Regions from separate parts of the Sus scrofa genome. Here region 1 is linked to region 2. The links are chromatin contacts, called in public HiChIP or PLAC-seq maps. All regions are on one chromosome and are shown on one strand. Each heading gives the region's core, a stretch centred on a gene start, on an enhancer-like site or on the middle of the called end of the contact. The rest is flanking DNA. Distances are from core to core; before and after follow the strand shown. Region 1 holds the start of ZMYM2 (zinc finger MYM-type protein 2). Region 2 overlaps ZMYM5 (zinc finger MYM-type protein 5).

Region 1 (3,823 bases), core at 11-2,510, 54 kb after region 2:
GTGAAACCTTCATGCATGACTGTAACTTCATTAAAAACTTCATGTTGTTCATCATCGCATTGAACTTTAAAATGTAACATCGTTCGTGTCTCTACTACTAGGCAGTGTTGTGAGAACACCATGAAATTTTGGTCCAACTTGTTCACCCATTTAGCGCCCAACAGCGTGGGCTCAGCGGCCCCGACAGCCGCCAGGCCGCGCCGGGCCGGGCCGGGCCGGCCTCCGAGCTCCCCCTGACGTGGAACCGCGGAACCCGCACCGCCCGTGACGTGCGCCCGGGGCCGAGCTGTAGACGGCGAACAAAAGAGGCCCCGCGGCCCGGAAGGCTCCTCGGTCGAGCCCGCGCGGCCGCCCGGCCGCCCGGCCGCCCCTGGGTTCCGTCCCGCCCCGGGCGGCCGGGGAGCGCGGGGCCTCGTCCGCCCAGGGCCAGGGAGGCGGCGGCCCCGGCGCGGGGCGGCCCGGCCCTTCCGACAGGCGGGCGCCCGCTCCGCGCAGCCCGCTGCGCCTCCATCTTGGCGGGCGGCGGCGGGGAGCGGCGTCTGGGTCCGGCCCCGTCGCGCCGGCCGCTTCCCGGGCGCCGAGTCGGCAGCGGGCGCCGTCCCCGCGGCCGCCCGGCGGGGCCCAGCCCGGTTTCCCGGGACGCGTGGGGGCGGCCCCCCCGCCCCCCACCCCCGAGCCCGACAAGATGGAGGACGTCGCCTCCTCCCGCAGCCATGACGGGAGCGGGGGACGCCTCCCCACGGGGCTGCGGCGAGGGGAAGCGCTGCCGGCCCTCGGAGCCCGCGGGCGCCCCCGCCCCGGCCCCGGCCCGGGGCTCCCGGCTGCCGCCCCCGTGGCCGCCCCCCCCGCCCGCTCGCCCCTCCCGGGGCCGCCAGACACTGGACAGGGAGGGCGTTGGGGACATCGAGGCCGCGGCGCTCCCCGCGCGGCGTCGCTCGCAGCCGCCGTAGCGGCCGGACGCCCAGGCTGAGGCCCCTGGGCCGCGGGGCCCCGACAGCCCCCGAGCGCCAGGGGCCGAACGGCGGCCGGTGCGGCGCGCAGGGGAGTCGGCGGCCCGACCCTGACGGGCTGGGGTGGGGGCGGGGGCGGAGGGGCGGGGTGGGCCGGAGACGCGGGGGTGTGGCCTGCGCCTGACGGACAAGCCGTCGGGCCAGCCCCTCGAGGGTGTCCTGAAGGAAGGCGGACGCAGCCAATGGGCGTGCCCGCGGCGCCGGGCCCGCCTTCCACGCCGGCCAGTGAGGGCGCGGAGGGCGGGGCCTGGCGGGTCGGGCCGCGCCGCCGCGGCCGCCGCCTCCGCCTCCTCACCAGCGCTAAAGCCGGGACTGGACCGATCGGAGTTGCGCTGGTTCCCGAAGGGGGGTGGGCCGGGGGCGGGGAGGTTCGTTCCGCGGAGCCGCAGCCAGAACCGGGTGAGGCTTGTCCCCGCTGTGTCTCCAGCCCAGGGCCGCCGACAGTGGGGGTGGCCGGGAGCGGCGCAGCCTCCGGAGGCGGAGGCGGAGGCGGAGGCGCCGGGAGGCGGAGATGGGTGAGGGCAGCCTCCGGAGCCTCCCACCGACCCGGGACGAGCGCCCGCGGCGCGGCCGCCGTCGCCGCTGCCGCGTCGGGGCCTCGGGCTGCTGGCGGCTCCGCTCATGTCCCAGGCGCCTTGGCGGGCGGCCCGCGGGCTGCGGGCGTGCAGGCGCGGCCGCGAGGGCCGGGTGAGGCGGACGCCGGCGGCGGGGGTCGCCCGGGGCCGCCCGGGGTGGGGGCGGGCGGCGGGGGTCGCGGGGTGGGGGTGGGGCGGGTGGGGGAGGGGCGCCTCCGTGGGCGCTCGCGGCGCGTTCGCACCCTCCCAGGCGCGGCGCGAGGTCTCCAAGTTCGGGGGCGAGGGCGCGGGCGCCCTGCGCCTGGTCCCCTCCTTGGCCGCCCCGGCCTCGGCGCGCGCGCGGCTCGGCTCCGCACGTATTGTTTGGCTGGGTCTCTAATGGCGGACGGGGAGGCAGCGCTGCCGGTCGCCGACTGCGGCGGGGGGGGCAAATCTCGGGCCCTGGGCAAGTGCTCGGGGCAAATGCAGGGGGTTTCCGCCTGGCGGCGACTCGAACCCCCCCTCCGCCCCCGAGTGGGTGCCGGCGCGCCGGGGATGGCGCTGGGTGGGCCGATTGGGGGATAGGATTCCCCGCTGGCGTCGAGGCTGCACCCGCCCTTCCCCCTCTCCCTCCCGGAGCAGGCTCGCCGTCCTCCGCCTCCTCCCTCCAGGTTTTGCCTTTCACGTGGGTTTTGGTCCCAAATAAATATTTAACGTCGTTTTGCTCTACTTTACATAGGAGGGGGTTGTTGGTAACGGGCTGGGAAGCAACAATCGAAGGTCCGAGGCTCCTTGACCTCTTATTCCCTTCTCTGCCTCCTCCTGGTGGAAAAGGCTTGCTTCTCCCACCTGGTTAGATGTTCTTGATGCATGTTTCATTTTTCCTCCTACCCCAGGACCAGGATTCGCCTTCAACCCTACCTGGTGCATCTTTGGCAGAACGTGAGGAGGAAAGCACCCCCATTGTGAGTCTTTTGCCCGTATTTTGAGGCTCTTAGAGGACGTTGTCAGGTTGTAGGGCTTCGGCCGGGGGGGACTAGTGCGTCTCCGTTATTTTGAGTGGGAGGAGCTTTCCCCGGGGTGGCAGCTGCCCCCGGGGCGAAGCCTGGGTAATGGCTGGTGAGGCAGCTGGGAGTGGGCGCTGCTGTTTGCACCGCTGCAGACATCTCTCCTGCTGCAATACCAACCTCAGCAACCAGACGACGGGCTCCTGCAGCTGCTCACGTTACCCGGGAGGAGGGGTGGTGCGAAGGAGGGCATATTGCTGGTGCCCTCTAGAGTTCCATGGTGGGAACTGAGGTTGTTTCCTTTCTGATGCTGTGTGTGCAACCATCTTTAACACTTTTCTTCCATTACAATGGATAATCGATTGAAGGGATTGGAGAAACATCCATATTTAACTCTTGCTGTGTGACATAACAAACACGTTTTGACTCTTGGGGTTCATGCGGTGGTAGATCTCTTTCATGTGTTTGCTTAAGAAAGGGCATGAGTCTACTCCAGTTCTCAGTTTACTGGTGTCTGATCAGAGCAGTCCACTGCTCTGGTTACTTAGTCCTTCATCTTTTGTGATGCTTAGTCTTCACTTGAGTTACTCTTGAACGTGTTACTGAGAGTTCTCTTCTAATGCTTGCAGTTTTTTGGTTTTAAGGCGGTCTTGTACTGTGGGAGACAGTAAAATAAACATAACCAGGCATTTCCGGTCAATTGAAATTAGTTACAAAATATCAGTGAAGTTAGCATTCTGGATAGATACATTGTATCTCTGGAGCTCACTGACAGTTGATATCCTAACTTGTAGATCTCTGTCAGAGGTGAGTCATCCGCATAGTAGCTTATGCCTGAATATTAAGTCCCAGTGGGTCAAAAGGTAATGGCTGATGAGTGTATGCTGAATACTGACTGAAGGAAGAAGCCAGGGTGGCAACTTGTACTAAACCAACGCGACTTTAGGCAGGTGCTGGGCACTTCCACCTATTATTTACTTGAATCTTGGCAGATAGCCTGCAGCATGTATTGAGCCCCTATTGTGTGCCAGCACAATACTAAATTAAATTTTTTTTTAAGTTAATGATGGAAACTTTCAAATTTATGAACGAGAATAGTATTTTGAACTTCTCTGTGCCTGTCGTTTGCATTGTGTAATTTTTAGCACGTCCAGACTAATTTAAGCATGTATTAAGTAATTTAATCCTTACGGAAACCCAGTGTTTTTATTCCTGATTTGTAGGGGAGGAAACGGGCGTAGGCAAACACCCA
Region 2 (4,039 bases), core at 304-2,803:
GCTGCTGTGAGCTGTGGTGGAGGTCACAGACGCAGCTCGGATCCTGTGTTGCTGTGGCTGTGGTATAGGTCAACAGCTAAGCTCCATCTGGACCCCTAGCCTGTGAACCTCCATATGCCACGGGTGTGGCCATAAATACACACACACACACACACACACACACACACACACACACACACACACGAAAGGAAATGAGAATGGGATCCAGCAGAGAGACCCATCTGGAAGAATCTGAGAAGTGAACCATCAAGAAGGCAAGGCTCTTACGGCAGATCAGAGAACGATGTATGCACAGGGGGTTGTGAAATTCAGCATCAGCAAGAAATCACCTTTATGTCAAAACCAAGAGGGAAAAGTACGCACAGGACTGTCCCTCAGTGTCTGCAGGGGACTGGCCCCAGGACATCCGTGGATGCTCAAGCCCCCGAGTCGGCCCTCCCATCCAAGGTTCCACCCACGGACTCAACCAACACCGATCAAGTGCTACCAGAGCATTAACTGAAAACGTATCTGCGCATAAGTGGCTCCATACAATTCAAACCTGTGTTGTTCAAGGGTCCACTATAACTGGAAAGTACATAAGTACACAGAAATAACAGATGGAAAGCTGAGTAAACGTTACACATGCTGGCTTCAATTTTTTTTTTAGAAACCCGACACACAAAAGGTGGTGGGAACTATATGGATGTTGAATAATTAAAAAAAAGCACTCATACAGCAGTCATATTCAATTGTAAACACCACCTCAGGAGTTACGTTGTAGCTCAGCAGTAACAAACCTAACTATCATCCATGAGGATAAGGTTCCACCCCTGGCCTTGCTCAGTGGGTTAAGGATCCAGCAGTGCCATGAGCAGTGGTGTAGGTCACAGACGTGGCTCAGATCCTGCGTCACTGTGGCTGGGGCATAGGCCGGCAGCTGATGTGACCCCTAGCCTGGGAACTTCCATGTGCCTGGGTGCTACCCTAAAGACAAAAAAAAGAAAAAAACTTTTAAACACCTCATACCGAAAAATGCTAAATAACATTCTATTCTAAAATCTTCCTAAACTGGGAGTTCCCGACATGGCTCAGCGGTTAACAAACCTGGCTAGCATCCACAAAGACAAGGGTTTGATCCCTGGACTCACTCAGTAGATTAAGGATCCAGCATGGCCGAGAGCTGTGGTATAGGTCACAGATACAGGTGGGATTCCACATCGCTGTGGCTGTGGTGTAGACCAGCAGGTGCAGCTCCAACTCAACACCTAGCCTGGGAACTTCCATATTCCGCACCTGTGGCCCTAAAGAGAAAAAAAATCTAAGAAAGCAGTTTAAAAGGGTTATAAAAGAAATACAACAATTAGGATCACAGCTAACACTCAATCCTCAACCAGAAAGATTATTATGTGGTTGCTTTTCAAAGGAAAGAGGCAATAATAGCAGCATAAACTGAGTTATGAAATATTAAGAACTATTATACTCAAATTTTCTCAGTCCTTTCTGTATATGAATAAGCCAAAAATGGAAAAGACCAGTTTTGGGAAAAGAGCTATATCTGACTCCACAGTACCCCCTGGTGGCTGCTTAGATTTTACCTTAAACTTCTCGAGGAAAGTAACACAAAGGGCATCCTTTATACTCAGCTCCTTGTAGTTTTCTATTTCTAAAAAAAATTATGTATTCATGTATTTTCAAATTCCAGATTGTGAAAAAAGTTAAACAACTATTAAAAGCCATTGTGGGAATTCCCGACGTGGCTAGCAATAACAAACCCAAATAGTATCCATGAGGATACAAGTTTGATCCCTGGCCTTGCTCAGTGAGTTAAGGATCTGGCGTTGCCATGAGCTGTGGTGTAGGTCACACGCATGGCTCAGATCCTGCATTATTGCTGTGGCTGTGGAGTAGGCAGGCAGCTACAGTTCTGACTGGACTCCTAGCCTGGGAACTTTCACTGCCACGGGTATGCCCCTAAAACTTAAAAAACATAAAACTTAAAAAAACATAAAAAACCAAAAACAAAACAAAACAAAAAAAAAAACAGCCATCATGGAGTTCCCACAACAGGATCAGTGGCATCTTGGGAGCACTGGAACACAGGTTCAATCCCTAGCCTACTACAGTGGGTTAAGGATCCAGTGTTGCTGCATCTGGCCCAGGAACTCCAAAAACTGTGTGGTGTGGCCGAAAAACAAAAGCAAGCCCTTGTGCATTTGATTTAATCATCAAACACTTTAATTCCATATGGATAAGCCTACAGAAAAATTCAAGCATTTCTAAAATATTATCCAAAACAGAAAAAGTTATGGATTAGTCAAAGACATTGAGCAAATCACTGAGTTTTACTTTCCTAAACTATAAAATGTAAATGAGGACAAAGGACTCCAAGGTGGGGTTTTTTTGTCTTTTGAGGGCCGCACCCTCGGCACATGGAGGTTCCCAGGCTAGGGGTCGAATTGGAGCTGTAGCCGCCAGCCTACACCACAGCCACAGCAACGCCAGATCCAAGCCACGTCTGCAACCTACACCACAGCTCACGGCAACGCCGGATCGTTTAACCCACTGAGCAAGGGCAGGGACTGAACCCGCAACCTCATGGTTCCTAGTCGGATTCGTTAACCACTGCGCCACGACGGGAACTCCCTGAACAAGATTCTTAAAATGCAAATTATCTCTAGGTGGTGGGTAAGAACCCTGAGAAGTTAAGAAGTTATTTAATTAGTAGTAAAGATAAGAGTTAACAGTAAAACAAAGATACAAAGAAGGTTGTTTTGCCTGTTGTATTCACTTTGAGTAACATCTCAGGGCAGTTTTTATTTCCCAAAGGTTGCTCCATTTACCTCTTTCATTTTTGTTTTTTTTAAGGTCTTTTCTTTTCTTTTTTTTTTTTTTTTTTAAGCTACACCCTCAGCACACGGAGTTTTCCAGGCTAGGGAATGAATCGGAGTTGTGCCCGCTGGCCTACACCACAGCCACAGCAACAGCAGATCTAAGCCACGTCTGTGGCCTTCACCACAGCTCATGACCAAGCCAGATCCTTAACCCACTGAGCGAAGCCAGGGATCAAACCCGCATCCTCATGGGCACTAGTCAGATTCATTTCCCCTGAGCCACAATGGGAACTCTTACTCCAATTACCTTCTGAAAAAATTGTGATAAAATGCATTTAACACAGAATACCATTTTAACGACTAATCAATTTAGACATTTAATCAAGTATGCAGTTCAGTGTTATAGTTTTAAAAATATGCTTTTTCCGCATTCCTGCTCTGGCACAGCAGGTTAAGGATCCCATGTTGACGCAGCTGTGGTTTAGGTCACAACAGCAACTCAAATTCGATCCCTGATGTGAGAATTTCCATGTGCTGTGGGTACGGCCAATAAATAAATAAAATAATTTCTTTTAATAGCTAAAATAAAATAAATTTTTGAAATAGCTAAAATAAAAATGGTGAGTTATTTTTTGGTTCGTTTTTCTTTTTATGTCCCCACTGTTGGCATACGGAAGTTCCTGGGCCAGGGGTCAAACTGAAGCCACCGAAAGGCCCTACATCACAGCCAGAATCACGATATCCAAGCCACATCTGCAACTTATGCCACAGCTTAAGGAAACAGAAGATCCTTAACTCCGAAGGAGGCCAAAAATCAAACCTACATCCACAGAGACAGAGTCAGGTTCTTAACCCGCTGAGCCACAGAAGGAACTCCTAAAATGGTGAGATGTTACCATGACAAGAATGGCACATGATGAGTAAGGTAAACTAAACTGCTCATGAACCTTCAAACATTAAAATCACCACGAGGAGTTCCCAGCAGCTACAGCTTAGGCCAGCAGCTACAGCTCCGATTCGACCACTAGCCTGGGAACCTCCACATGCCTCAGGTGCGGCCCTAAAAAGCAAAAAAAAAAAGAAGGAAAAATGAAATCAATCAATCAATAACCTACTAGAGACTGAGATGGCAGATCAGGGAGTTCCCATCATGGCACAGCAGAAACAAATCCAACTAGTATCCATGAGGTACAACTTCAATCCCTGGCCAAGCTCAGCAGGTTAAG

What was found. HiChIP or PLAC-seq counts read pairs in DNA pulled down with a chosen protein or histone mark.
Region 1: an H3K27ac HiChIP or PLAC-seq map of alveolar macrophages shows a contact between it and region 2. The contact joins the promoter of ZMYM2 here to the enhancer-like site in region 2. A contact is called at or near these places in 18 of 47 Hi-C or Micro-C datasets (blood, differentiating spermatogonia, embryonic fibroblasts and 10 more) and 2 of 2 datasets of contacts at active chromatin or transcription factors (alveolar macrophages and skeletal muscle).

Annotation. Positions count from the first base shown.
Region 1 is chr11:660,054-663,876 of Sscrofa11.1, forward strand. It overlaps ZMYM2 (zinc finger MYM-type protein 2), which reads left to right and starts at 1,261. Exons shown (of 25, transcript XM_021065428.1): 1 at 1,261-1,409; 2 at 2,461-2,529. LOC110255873 (basic proline-rich protein-like) reads left to right here. Exons shown (of 5, transcript XM_021066006.1): 5 at 155-950. The coding sequence ends at 950.
Region 2 is chr11:606,143-610,181 of Sscrofa11.1, forward strand. The region is part of intron 4 of ZMYM5 (zinc finger MYM-type protein 5); the gene reads right to left. Among named protein-coding and RNA genes, the nearest start is that of ZMYM5, 22 kb to the right of the region's middle. Within about 2 kb of position 1,554, at least 3 of the 83 cell types and tissues checked have an H3K27ac peak or open chromatin away from gene starts, as enhancers often do. A contact at or near this core is called in alveolar macrophages, where this site is marked.